Linked DNA regions of Macaca mulatta: region 1 is linked to region 2. The links are chromatin contacts, called in public Hi-C maps. All regions are on one chromosome and are shown on one strand. The core of a region is the stretch at or near the end of the contact, and the rest is flanking DNA. Distances in the headings are between cores, read along the strand shown.

What was found. A called contact is a pair of places that touch in the nucleus more often than the background predicts.
Region 1: a Hi-C map of fetal cortical plate shows a contact between it and region 2, with 1.8 times the contacts expected there. The contact joins two enhancer-like sites. A contact is called at or near these places in 2 of 14 Hi-C or Micro-C datasets (fetal cortex germinal zone and fetal cortical plate).

Annotation. Positions count from the first base shown.
Region 1 is chr13:102,688,426-102,694,172 of T2T-MMU8v2.0, reverse strand. No RefSeq gene overlaps it. Among named protein-coding and RNA genes, the nearest start is that of KLHL29, 1.0 Mb to the right of the region's middle. Within about 2 kb of position 4,297, at least 6 of the 40 cell types and tissues checked have an H3K27ac peak or open chromatin away from gene starts, as enhancers often do. A contact at or near this core is called in fetal cortical plate, where this site is marked.
Region 2 is chr13:101,680,294-101,685,915 of T2T-MMU8v2.0, reverse strand. No RefSeq gene overlaps it. Among named protein-coding and RNA genes, the nearest start is that of KLHL29, 31 kb to the right of the region's middle. Within about 2 kb of position 3,060, at least 11 of the 40 cell types and tissues checked have an H3K27ac peak or open chromatin away from gene starts, as enhancers often do. A contact at or near this core is called in fetal cortical plate, where this site is marked.

The sequences.
Region 1 (5,747 bases), core at 3,048-5,547, 1.0 Mb before region 2:
GAGCCACTGTATGATGATGTTTAAGGTCACTTGGCACCCACCCATACTTGGAAACATACAAAATGAACCTCCTTGACCAGGAAGGAACGTTGATAGCTTTCAGAAGCTGAATTCCTTCCACTACCATCTTCAAGTCAAATTTCAAGTATAAATTGGATTTTATTGGCTCTTCTAAATGATTTTTTGGGGGGTAGGAATTAGCTAACACAGAGAACAGATAATAGTACTAGGCAGCTGTAGGGTGAAATGCGAAGCTTTGTAAGAAGAGGAAACCAGGGATTGACTGTTGTCCTTGAGTTTTTTCTGGCCTTCCTCTGTCCAGGGGTGTCAGAGGTTTGAAGCACTTGAGTTAAATGACTGAGACTGACATTCTGTCAAATAGGCAAACCAGAGGGTTTTCTAAAAAATACTATATTTGGGTGAAATCTTGATGAAAAAGGTAGAAAATATGCTGTTAGTGAAGTACAGAGTCAGACCACTGAAACCCCTAACTCCCATGATTAGTGGTTATTATATGTGGAGGGAAACACAAACTTTGTTAATAATTTCACCATCCACTGTGAAATATTGAAACTCAGCTGTGATGTAGCATTTAACTGCACATCGAATCAAGAGTCCTGTAATAGAAATTGCCTTTTTGCAGTAGAAAACAGGGTTAGAAGCAAACCAAAATAACACATAAAACAGATCTCCATGGAGAAAATTGAAGGCTGTTTCTAGCATGTAAAGATCGAGGATGCAATTCTTGTTCTGTGAAAAGCTTTTTTCCTGGGGTTTTAAATTTTCCTCTTGATTATGTGTGGAATCAAGGGGTGTCTGCATGATTGCACCCATGCATGACTCTGAGGAACAGAAATGGGGCAGACACAGACAGATGGTGACAGGCTCATTTTTAAGCCCAACCAGCAGGGAGAGAAGTCAAGAACGGAAGGCAGATCATACAGTTGGCACGAAATTTTCATTTCCAAATTCTACATCCTCAACTGGCTAAAACTAAGTTTACTTTACTGGTAAATGATAAATTCAGAAAAATAAATTGTAAAGATGAATCCTTTTATTGAACTCACTAGCTAATTTTAAAATTTAAAAATATCATTCATACTCAGTGTTAACAAGGGTGCAGGAAAATGAATGTTATCTTGCACTGTACTTGATTTGCAAATTGCAACAGTCTCTCTAGAAAACAATTTTATATACAAATCATTATTTATAATGGAGAAGAATGACAATCAATCTACTTTCTCAAAAGCAGAAGACTTCCATATCCATTACAGCACGTCAATACAAATTAGATTTGCAACTAATTTTAAAGACAGAGGAACCTGGTCATGATACCATGTTTTGCAAACCAAATGAGATACAAATCAAATATCCAGTATCGTTCTCATAGATAGATATATAGTTTTTTTTCTGAAAATGCCTGACACACTCAAAATGTTATCATTTATAATCTCTTAGAGTACTAAGCAATGAGTTATTTTATTTTTACTACTGCAGCACATTTTTTAAAATTTTACTTTATAATATGTATTATTTTGGTGAAATGTGTTTAAAAACAATATATTTTCTCCTTTTTAAGTGCAAATCCTTTTGCATCTGCCAATGCATTTTTCAAAGTATATCCCTATGTTATCATAGAAAAAGAATTCTCCTCAGCTAGGAGAAACACATCTATATTGGTTTCATTGAGTCTGGGCTCATAATCTCTTTCTCCTGCTATGTGATATGACCAGAAGTGGATATCAGGATCAGTATCACAGCCTATAAAAAATACAAACACATATTGCTCCATCTCTCAATTACTTCAACTCTCCACAAGACAAGGTCCACAAGAGAATAATGGCCAGATATTCAAGGAGTGCCCTCCATGAATATACTCCCTAAAAAGCAGGTGTCTACCAATGGATGTCCAAAGAGAAAACAGAAAAGAATCACGATACTCTACTTGCATAAAATTAATCTTTGATGACTTTGCTCAGAGACTCTCACTGCTATATTCTATCACCTTCTCAGGTCATTGAAAGCCTACTATAGTTTTCTGAAGGCTTCTTACTCCCTTCCTTCTTGAATCAATCCTTTCCCCTCAAACACCCAAATCAACTACACTGTTATAATATTTCCGCCTGTATTTGCCACTCTTTTTTGTCAGTTTCTGCATGTACATTAATACGATTTTATACAATTAGTTTGCTTTTCTACAGACACTTTTCTATATGCACATTCTCTCTCCCTTTTATCTTTTTCTCTGCTTCAATTCATTTAATCAGCAAAACAATCTTGTAAGGCAACTAATATTATTAGCTCTAGTGTGCCTAGGAGAAACATGGGGTAGAAGGAGACTAATTTTCCCAGGGATGCATACCTAATTTGTACTGCAGTTAGGACTCAAATTCAGGCAGTTCAGCATCTAAGATTTTTCCTTTACCCCGTTACTGTATACTGGCTGCACCTGATGTCTCTGTACAGGCATTGTTTCCTTACTTGTTCAAACAGACGACAATTTATCAGGTCTCAGAAAAATGTCTGATCACAACCCAATATGCAATGTGCCTTCTCAAGTTAGCAAAAATGATTTAAAGTATAGAGTAATTATCCTCAAAATACTTGCAGATCAACTTTTAGTATTGCTGTAATAATATGAAAATTAGACTAGATTTTTGTAATCCTCACTTCCCTGAAGATCTACTGAATCATAATCTCTGGAGATTGAGATATATCTCCATCACCATCTCCAGAGACACACATATATATATGTGTGTGTGTATATAGACACATATATATGTATAGATGTGTGTGTATATATACATATATATGTATAGATGTGTATGTATGTGTATATATAGAGTATATTTTATAATATGTTATATCTTTTATATATTTTTTATTTTTATAGATTTTATATTTTATTTTATATTATATATATTTTATATATATATGTTCTACAACTGATTCTAATGCAGACTGAAGTTTGCCACCCATTAATCAAAGGAGTTGAGAGCATTTCCATCTGGATGATTTGGATGGTCATCAGCAGATAAAATAACACTGTTTACAGTCAAGGGACAACCAGGATTCTTGGTTTAAGATTTCATCCAGCAAGTGATTAATATCAGGTCATCTTCCCCTAAAGTTTTAAGCACTTTCCTAACATTGACATGAATTACTTTAGGACAATTTAAATATACAGGTATACACTTTTTTGGATGGATATATGAACAGATGGATATAATTTTTTATATTTATATTTGGAGGAAAATATATATAGCATCAAATCTGGAAAACATTAACCATGTTTTTGATCATGCTTATTCTTTTTTGTCAGAAAAAGAAAAAATATATATATATGATGTTATTGATACTTCCCTTTCCATTGCTTCCTGAATAAATCAAGAGGCATTATTCTGCACACTTATGGTATTGTGGTATCAATTTTACGGTGTGGTGGATTGGGGGCCTTTTGCATTGCAATGATATTGAAAGTGAATTCTACTGAAGCAGTCCTTTCTTCCAGTAGTTTATAGGGAAGTTAAGAATATTCGGTAGAGCCTGATTAGAATAACTGCAAATGCAGTTTTGTGAACAATTAAAATAAGACACCAAAAGACAGTCATAGACTGTGAAAAGAGTGTATTCCTTATGTTTGACGTATGTTTGAGCTATTCGAATCTTGATCCATCACTTCAACTACTTTGACCCCTGTTTCCTCATACTTAATAGGGTTGGTTTCTATCTAAATTTTCTAATAGGGCTCTTCTACGTTTGAAGACCGTTGAGTTCATCTTGGCTACTATCACTATAAATCTGAAGTTTATTTCATTCTAGAAACTTTATTGGTCAGTAGTTAGATCAAGAGACCGTAGATTTAGAAGTTTAGAAATATTATCAATATGAATACTCTGACTCGTTTAAGATGATGCCTGTGGGAATGTTTTCTAATCAGCTAAGTAAAAATTATTCAGCCTGTATAAGGCTACTTTCTTTAGTCAAGACAATGAGGAATGGATTTATCACTTTCCCTAGAAAATAAGGCTTTTGCATGAAAAAAAATTATGACATACTCACCCAGAAATTGTTCATGGGCCACAATTTTCAAATAAAATGCTTATTATATTGATAGACATTGAAATCGCTGCTTGTTGAGCAGGGACATAAATATCCATTCTGCCCAAAACAAATTTAGCAGAATCAAAATATATAACACTAAGAACATTTCAGCTTTCTCTAACACATGGAGCCAGCCTTACATGCCAACCCGATTCTATCGCCTCTCCTCATTAAGCTTGAAAGCATATTTTGTGTTGCTTTTAGCAGCTCCTAAAATTTCTTTGTCTCTTCGCACAGCACCATAAAAGTTCCCACCTGACAGACCATAAATCGTTCTCACAAAGCAGCCTGTCCCCTGGCGTACACTGCCTGCCTATGCCCTATTCTCCAGATGCGTTACTATCAGCATTTATGCACTTTTGCACAAAACTTAGTTTCAAGATCTGGAAAATGCTTGACCCTATCCTATCAATTCATAGCAGGGAATGGCCCACTTTTGACAGAGCATTTATTCACACTGAGAGTGAAAGGAGAGAAGGTTTCCTCTGTGATGAAACACATTCAGAACGACAAAAAGTGGGTTATCTGAAGTCAAGGATATCTAGGTACACAAATATGGCCTGGATATCCTCACACACTCTAGGATCCGTATTGATGGTGTCTTTAACCCTGTCTCTAGATGACATTTAGGCTATGTAATTTGTATGTCACTCTAGTATTTGTACCTTCATTCCCCAATCACTTTTTTGAGAACATACTAGATTCTAGATGCTGGCAAAGTGCTGTCTCGAAGACAGAAGGGACATAGGCCCACCACAGCTGCACACAGATTTGTGGGTCGTGTGTACAGCTAGGCAGGCATATTCGGTGAAGTGTAACAGAGGTGTTATGGAGCACGGAGAAACTTACTCTGTGGAAGAGAAATAGGAGTCAGGAAAGCTTTTATAGAGAACATGAAATGTAAGCAGAAATTTGAGATCTGAATGGAAGTTTCTTAGCTGGACTATGGAAAGCAGGTAATACATAAAATGTGCACAATTGGAGAAGTATATAAAGTGGCAAGCAGTATATACAGATAGTGCATGTGTGTATATATATATATAAAAAAATATAGTATTTAAGGTGGCAAGCAGTATACATATACGATAGTATATAAGGTGGCAAGCAGTATATATATATATATATGTACATGCTTATATATACACACATATATACAATTATATATATATTATTCAATTTTATAAAATATATAAAATTATATATATATGTGTGTATAAGTGCATGTGTGTGTATATATATGTGTGTGTGTGTGTGTATATATATATATATGAATGCCAAGCCGTTCTGAATGAGTGTAATCCATGTCTATATGGTAAAGAGGAGGTGAGGCAAGAGAGGTTCATATAGTCATAGCCCAGAAGGCTTTGGATGTGAGTACAGGAGCCCCCCTTTATCTGCAGTTTTGCTTTCTGTGATTTCAGTTTCCTGTGTTCAACTGTGGCCAAAAAGATTAAATAGAAAATTCCAGAAATAAACAATTGATAAGTTTTAAACTGCATGCTTTTCTGAATAAAGTGATGAAATCTCGGACTGTTCTGCTCCATCTCACATGGGACGTGAATCATCTTTTCGACCAGCATCTTTGTGCTGTATGCGCTACCTGTCACTTAGTAGATTTCTTGGTTATGAGATCTAGTCATGGT
Region 2 (5,622 bases), core at 1,811-4,310:
TTAACATGGGCTGCTGTGTAAGTATGGGCGATATGGAGAGGGTGCGTGGAGACCAGAGGGCCAGTGAGGAAGTAGGCAGTCCTCAGAGAGCAGCTCGGTGGCCAAGAAGACTTGGGATTCAGAGCCCTGGAGATAAAGGTGGAGCCGTCTGCACAGATGAGGCATGGGAGGAAGGGCTGCGGCAGCTAGAGGCTAACAGCACATAGTAAGGAAGGCTCTCGGGTACACAGGGAGAATGCCAGGAGGCCCCCGAGAAGCTCAGCTGACCAAAGACACCCTTCCCAACTCAAACCTCAGAATTCGAAACCACAGATTCAGGAGAGCCTGTTGCAGTATAATCCTATTATTAAAAGTACATTATATAGGCCGCCTGTAATCCCAGCACTTTGGGAAGCCAAGGTGGGCAAATGGCTTGAACCCAGGAGTTTGAGACCAGCCTGGGCAACACAGTGAAGCCTAATCTCTACTAAAAATATTTTTTAAATAATCCAGGAGTGGTGGTGTGCACCTGTAGCTACTTGAGCGTCTGAGGTAGGAGGACCGTTTGAGCCCAGGGGGTGGAAGTTACACTGAGCTGTGATTGCACCACTGCACTCCAGTCTGGGTGAGAAAGCAAGACCCTATTTCCAAAAGAAAGTGTCTTATATATGAATATAATAAGTATTTATGTGTGCATATATACAGAGGAGGAAACTGTCTGGCAGATGTTTACCGATGGTTTATCCTCTTCTGAGTTCATTCATTCCCTTCAATACTTATAAAGACCTTTCATATTAGAAACTGTACTGAAACTCAGTGTCAAAATGTTATTAATTTGATATAACTAATTTAATTTTTTCTTCATTCCTTTTTTATGTATATTCGTGTTTTCTCAGTTTTAAAGAATAATGATAACGCACCAAAGAAAAAGCTTCAAAACCAGGTCCCTAAGCCCAGGGGCAGACTCTCTGCCCACCTCTCCTGCTTCCTTCTCCCCAGCTCCTCTCTCCCCAGCTCCTCCCCTCCAGGCTAGGCACCCTGTTTGAGAATCTTCAGACTTCTGCAGGAGCATTTGCACCTGAAGTTCCCGTTCCATTTTTTTCCCTTCTGATCCCCACATCCCCTTGGAGCTCAGATGAAGCCCCACCTGGCCTCTCCAAGTCCCAGGACTCCCCAGCGTTGGGGTCTGGACAGTTGTGCAGGGCCCTGTCATCTTGCAGAGGTGATATCGCTCTCAGTTCACGCAGCACCAAAGAGGCAGTAAAGGAGATAAATGGAATTTCTGCTCAATGAGTTGATGATAATAATAAATAAGGCCTTTTCTCCAAAGACTTGAAATCTGTTGGCTCATTTCAATGCACAAAATTATTCGTTTAAAGAATCCTCCCCACAGACTTGAAATAGGTGGGGGATTAGTAATCATTAACCCCATTTTGCAGATGGAGAAACCAGGACCCAGCGGGAGCTGGAGCCCATAATGACTGACAAAGCAGGTGCCCTGACTCCCTGGCCAGCACCCTATTTGGACAGGGTACAGTCACAGTCCCAAGCTGCCACTGTAGGCACAGGACCAGAAAGCCATTCCTAGATCCTCAAGAATCGATGCTGAATCCACCACCCAGCTTACAAAGCGCTTCCTTCCTCTGACTCAGAGCTCCCTAAGGACCAGACCAGCATCTTCTCTTCCCTTTCTCTATCCTTCCAAGACTGAGCAAAGCAAAGGCAAGGCCCAGAATCCCCTTCTGCCTCCCCCCGCCACTGAATGTGCTAAGAACAGGGTTCCCTGAAGGCCCCCGGCCCTTGGGGATGGTTGACCCACGGATCAGCTGAATCCCGGCAGGACAATATCTCTGGTCCAGGCACTTTTATTTTTCGGAAGAATCCTGCCTACCCAGGGAGACTGAGAAGCAGCCATGTGGCTCGGAGCAGGGAGAGGACATCCTTCTCCTGCTCTGCCTTTGACTGTCAGAGCTTCCAGCCTCCGGGTAACCATGGTAATCGGCAGCATTAACCACAGCAGTGACAGGAGCCTCAGCAGGCCCACTCTGACCTGCTCCACTGCAGATGGTGCGCCACCGGCTTCCCGCAGCTTCGGTGGGGAGCTGTGACCGGCTGCCAGGCCCCTGGTGCACTCACCTGCACACCTACTGCCTGGGCCCAGAGGTTGCAAAGGGTGGTCTGTCTCCGAGACCCAAGAGTCAATGCTAGAGAGAAAAGGGGCCTCGAACCTCCTGCAACCCTTCACAAGGCCTGGTCAGAAGAGGTCTAGGATGCAGTCCAAAAGCATAGTTGCCATGTCAGTGGGGGCTGTGAGCCTGGGCTTTTTCTCTGGACCCACCACATTTCCAGTCTTAGTTCTGCCACCAAAGGTGGCAGCCATCCTCCAGTCACCTCAGGAGGCCAACCCGACCTGAACCAGTGAGGGCCTCTCATGTCAGAAATTGGGGCCATCCACAGTCATCTTCTGCTCCCTTTACCTAAGGGCCATGCCGAGGAAGCCACAGCAGAGCCATTCTTGACCAGCTGGGTGCTGCCACCCACTCACCCCACGGGGCCCATCAGCTCACTGGCCATGTGTTTCCAGGTCTCTGACACCAGCTCCATGTCCTGCCAGCCTGATCGTTCTTATTCCTGAGTCCCCTTTCCTCCTTTTAAGCACTGAACGAATCCCAAAGCTGAGCCCCTGCCCAGAACCCTGGGGTCTGTCCTTTGCAGCTCTGAGGGCCAGACGGGACTGCACAAAACAAAACCAAGGCCTTCTACATTTCCCAGGTCCTTGAGTGCTTCTCTCTGCTCCCAGCCTCCCTGCCCTCCGGAGACCAGCCCCGGGGTACACAGGGGTTGCACAGGCCAGAGACCACATCCCGGATTCCAGACCCACGCGGCTGGAACGGGCTCCGCAAATTCTGCCAAACTATGCGAAGCATTCTTAGGTCCAGCTTCTTCTGAGAAATCTCAAAATGGAGAGGGCAAAGGCAAAGAGAGTGAGTTTCCCAGGAAGCCCCAAAGCCCTGGCTTCCGCCCAAACTGGTTTGCGGCCCTGGGAGTCCGTGCTGGGGACGGAGAACGACGTGGCACTCCCTCTAGCGGCAAACGGCTCGCACAGAGCCCGGCATCTCTGAGGCCGGAGCCTCGCCTGCCGCACGCTCTCCTGCCAGGGCCACGCAGCCTGCCCTCCTTTCCCGGGGAGGGGAGACCTGCTCAGCAACTCCCCTGTGCCCATGCAAGAGAGGCTGTCGGGGGAGGAGATCCCCCTCCGGCCTCAAAGCAATTCCCAGCCAGGCCTTCACAGCTGCATCCCGGCGCCTGGGAGGGAGGTCACCACGCTGCCTTCTGCCTTGATTAGGCCGGTAACAGTCAGGAAAGCCCTGGGGTTCACTCAACCCAGCTGTCTACAGACAAATCACAGGCTCGAGCTGCTTCACCAAGCCGAGCACAGTCTCCTGTTTCCAGCACTGACTTCCCAGGAAGCCTGGCCGGTTGCCCTGCCTCTGGACCTTCCTCACCCTCTGACACCCCTGCTAGGATTCCATGGTTAGCTCCTGTGCCCCCACCCCACTCTTTGGGGACACATATTCTTACCCATCTCTGTACCCCAGCACCCCGCACAGTAATTGTCTACTGAATTCATATAAGAATGAAGAAATAAAACAGTATTTGCTGTGACAAAAGACGTTTCTCCAAGCACAGAGTTCTTCACCAGAATCCCCAGGAGGCTCTGTCTGCACCCAGGGAGCTCCATGAGGTCTTCACCGGGCTCCTCCCTTTGTTCCACCCTGTCCCGCCCCAACTAAACTTAGTTCCTTGAAGATAAAGGCTAAGTCTAATCCATCTCTGGTCCAGAGTCCTGAAATACACTGAGAAACATTTAAAGGAGGGAGGAAGCGAGGAAGAGATGGAAGGGGAAAGAGAGGGAGGATGGACCCTAATCAAAGTGGGCATTTGACACAAAGCCAATCTCCTTGGCCTGTTTAGCCATTCTGTCTGTCATCAGAGAGCAAGGGTGCTCTTAATTCCATTAATTAATTAATTTTAATTGTAACAGTTTTACTGAAATATAATTCACATATCATTAGAATTCACCCATTTAAAATACAAGTTGACTGTGCACGGTGGCTCATGCCTGTAATCTCAGCACTTTGGGAGGCCAAGGCGGGCAGATCACCTGAGGTCGGGAGCTCGAGACCAGCCTGACCAACAAGGAGAAACCTCGTCTCTACTAAAAATACAAAATTAGCCTTGCGTGGTGGCGCATGCCTATAATCCCAGCTATTCGTGAGGCTTAGGCAGGAGAATTGCTTGAACCAGGGAGGCGGAGGTTGTGGTGAACCAAGATCGCATCATTGCACTCCAGTCTGGGCAACAAGAGTGAAACTCTGTCTCAAAAAATAAAATAGAATAAAATACAAGTCAGTGGTTTTGAGTGTATTCAAAAAGTTGCACATTCATCAACACCATTTTGGAACATTTTCATTACCTCCAAACATCCACTAGCAGTCGCTTCCCATTCCCTCCAAACCCCTCAGTCCAAGGCAACCACTCTTCTACTGTCTGTCTCTGGACTGGCCTATTCCAGACATTTCATAAAGTGGAATCTCACAATCTATGTTCTTTTGTGACTGGCTTCTTTCACTTAGCAGAATGTTTTCAAGGTTCTTCCATGGTGTCCATGTATCAGTAATCCATTTATTTTTATTGCCGAATATTATGTGATAAATACATGGGGTTTTGGGTTTTTTTTTTTTTTTTTTTGAAACGGAGTCTCACTCTGTCTCCAGGCTGGAGTGCAGTGGCGCGATCTCAGCTCACTGCAACCTGCAAGCTGTACATGTTATTTTTCCATGATAGACATTTGGGTTGTTTCCACTTTTCAGAATTATGAATAATTTTATTTTTATGGTATTAAAAAACTGTTTGAAGCTTTCCCTGCTTCCAAAGAGGATCTATGATAGTCTATCATAAAAATGGTGAAAACATAATAAAATATTACACTATTCATATGGACATTAATATTTAATATTGAGCTTCCTCTGTGTCAGGCAGGGCAGCAGGTGTTTTCACATAACATTATCTATTTTTAACAGAACATTTTGAGCTAATTTTTGCATGACAATTGAGACCCAAGTTTACCTTTAAGCTTCTTAGCGGCCAAGGCAAGAAAGGAAGTATTAGAAAATATATATTACAAAGTTGTCCCATTGTCACCACTGTGGGGCTGGAAACTCTACTTCTAGAATTAGGAGAGCAGGGCTGCTTTTTTGTTTTCAACCAAGCATAACACCATTTTCCTCCACATTTGTTTATCCGCCTGGACTCAGCTAATCACTGACATTGTTGATATTATTTGCTAGCACATGTACAACCTAAGAGCAATTTTTTTTTTTTTTTTTTTTTTGAGACAGAGTCTGGCTCTGTTGCCAGGCGGGAGTGCAGTGGCACAATCTCGGCTCACTGCAACATCTGCCTCCCAGGTTCAAGCGATTCTCCTGCCTCAGCCTCCCAACCCAGTGGCTGGGACTACAGGTGCGCGCCACCACAGCTAATTTTTGTATTTTTAGTAGAGACGGAGTTTCACCATGTTGGCCAAGACGGTCTCGATCACTTGACCTTGTGATCCACCCGCCTCAGCCTCCCATGGGATTA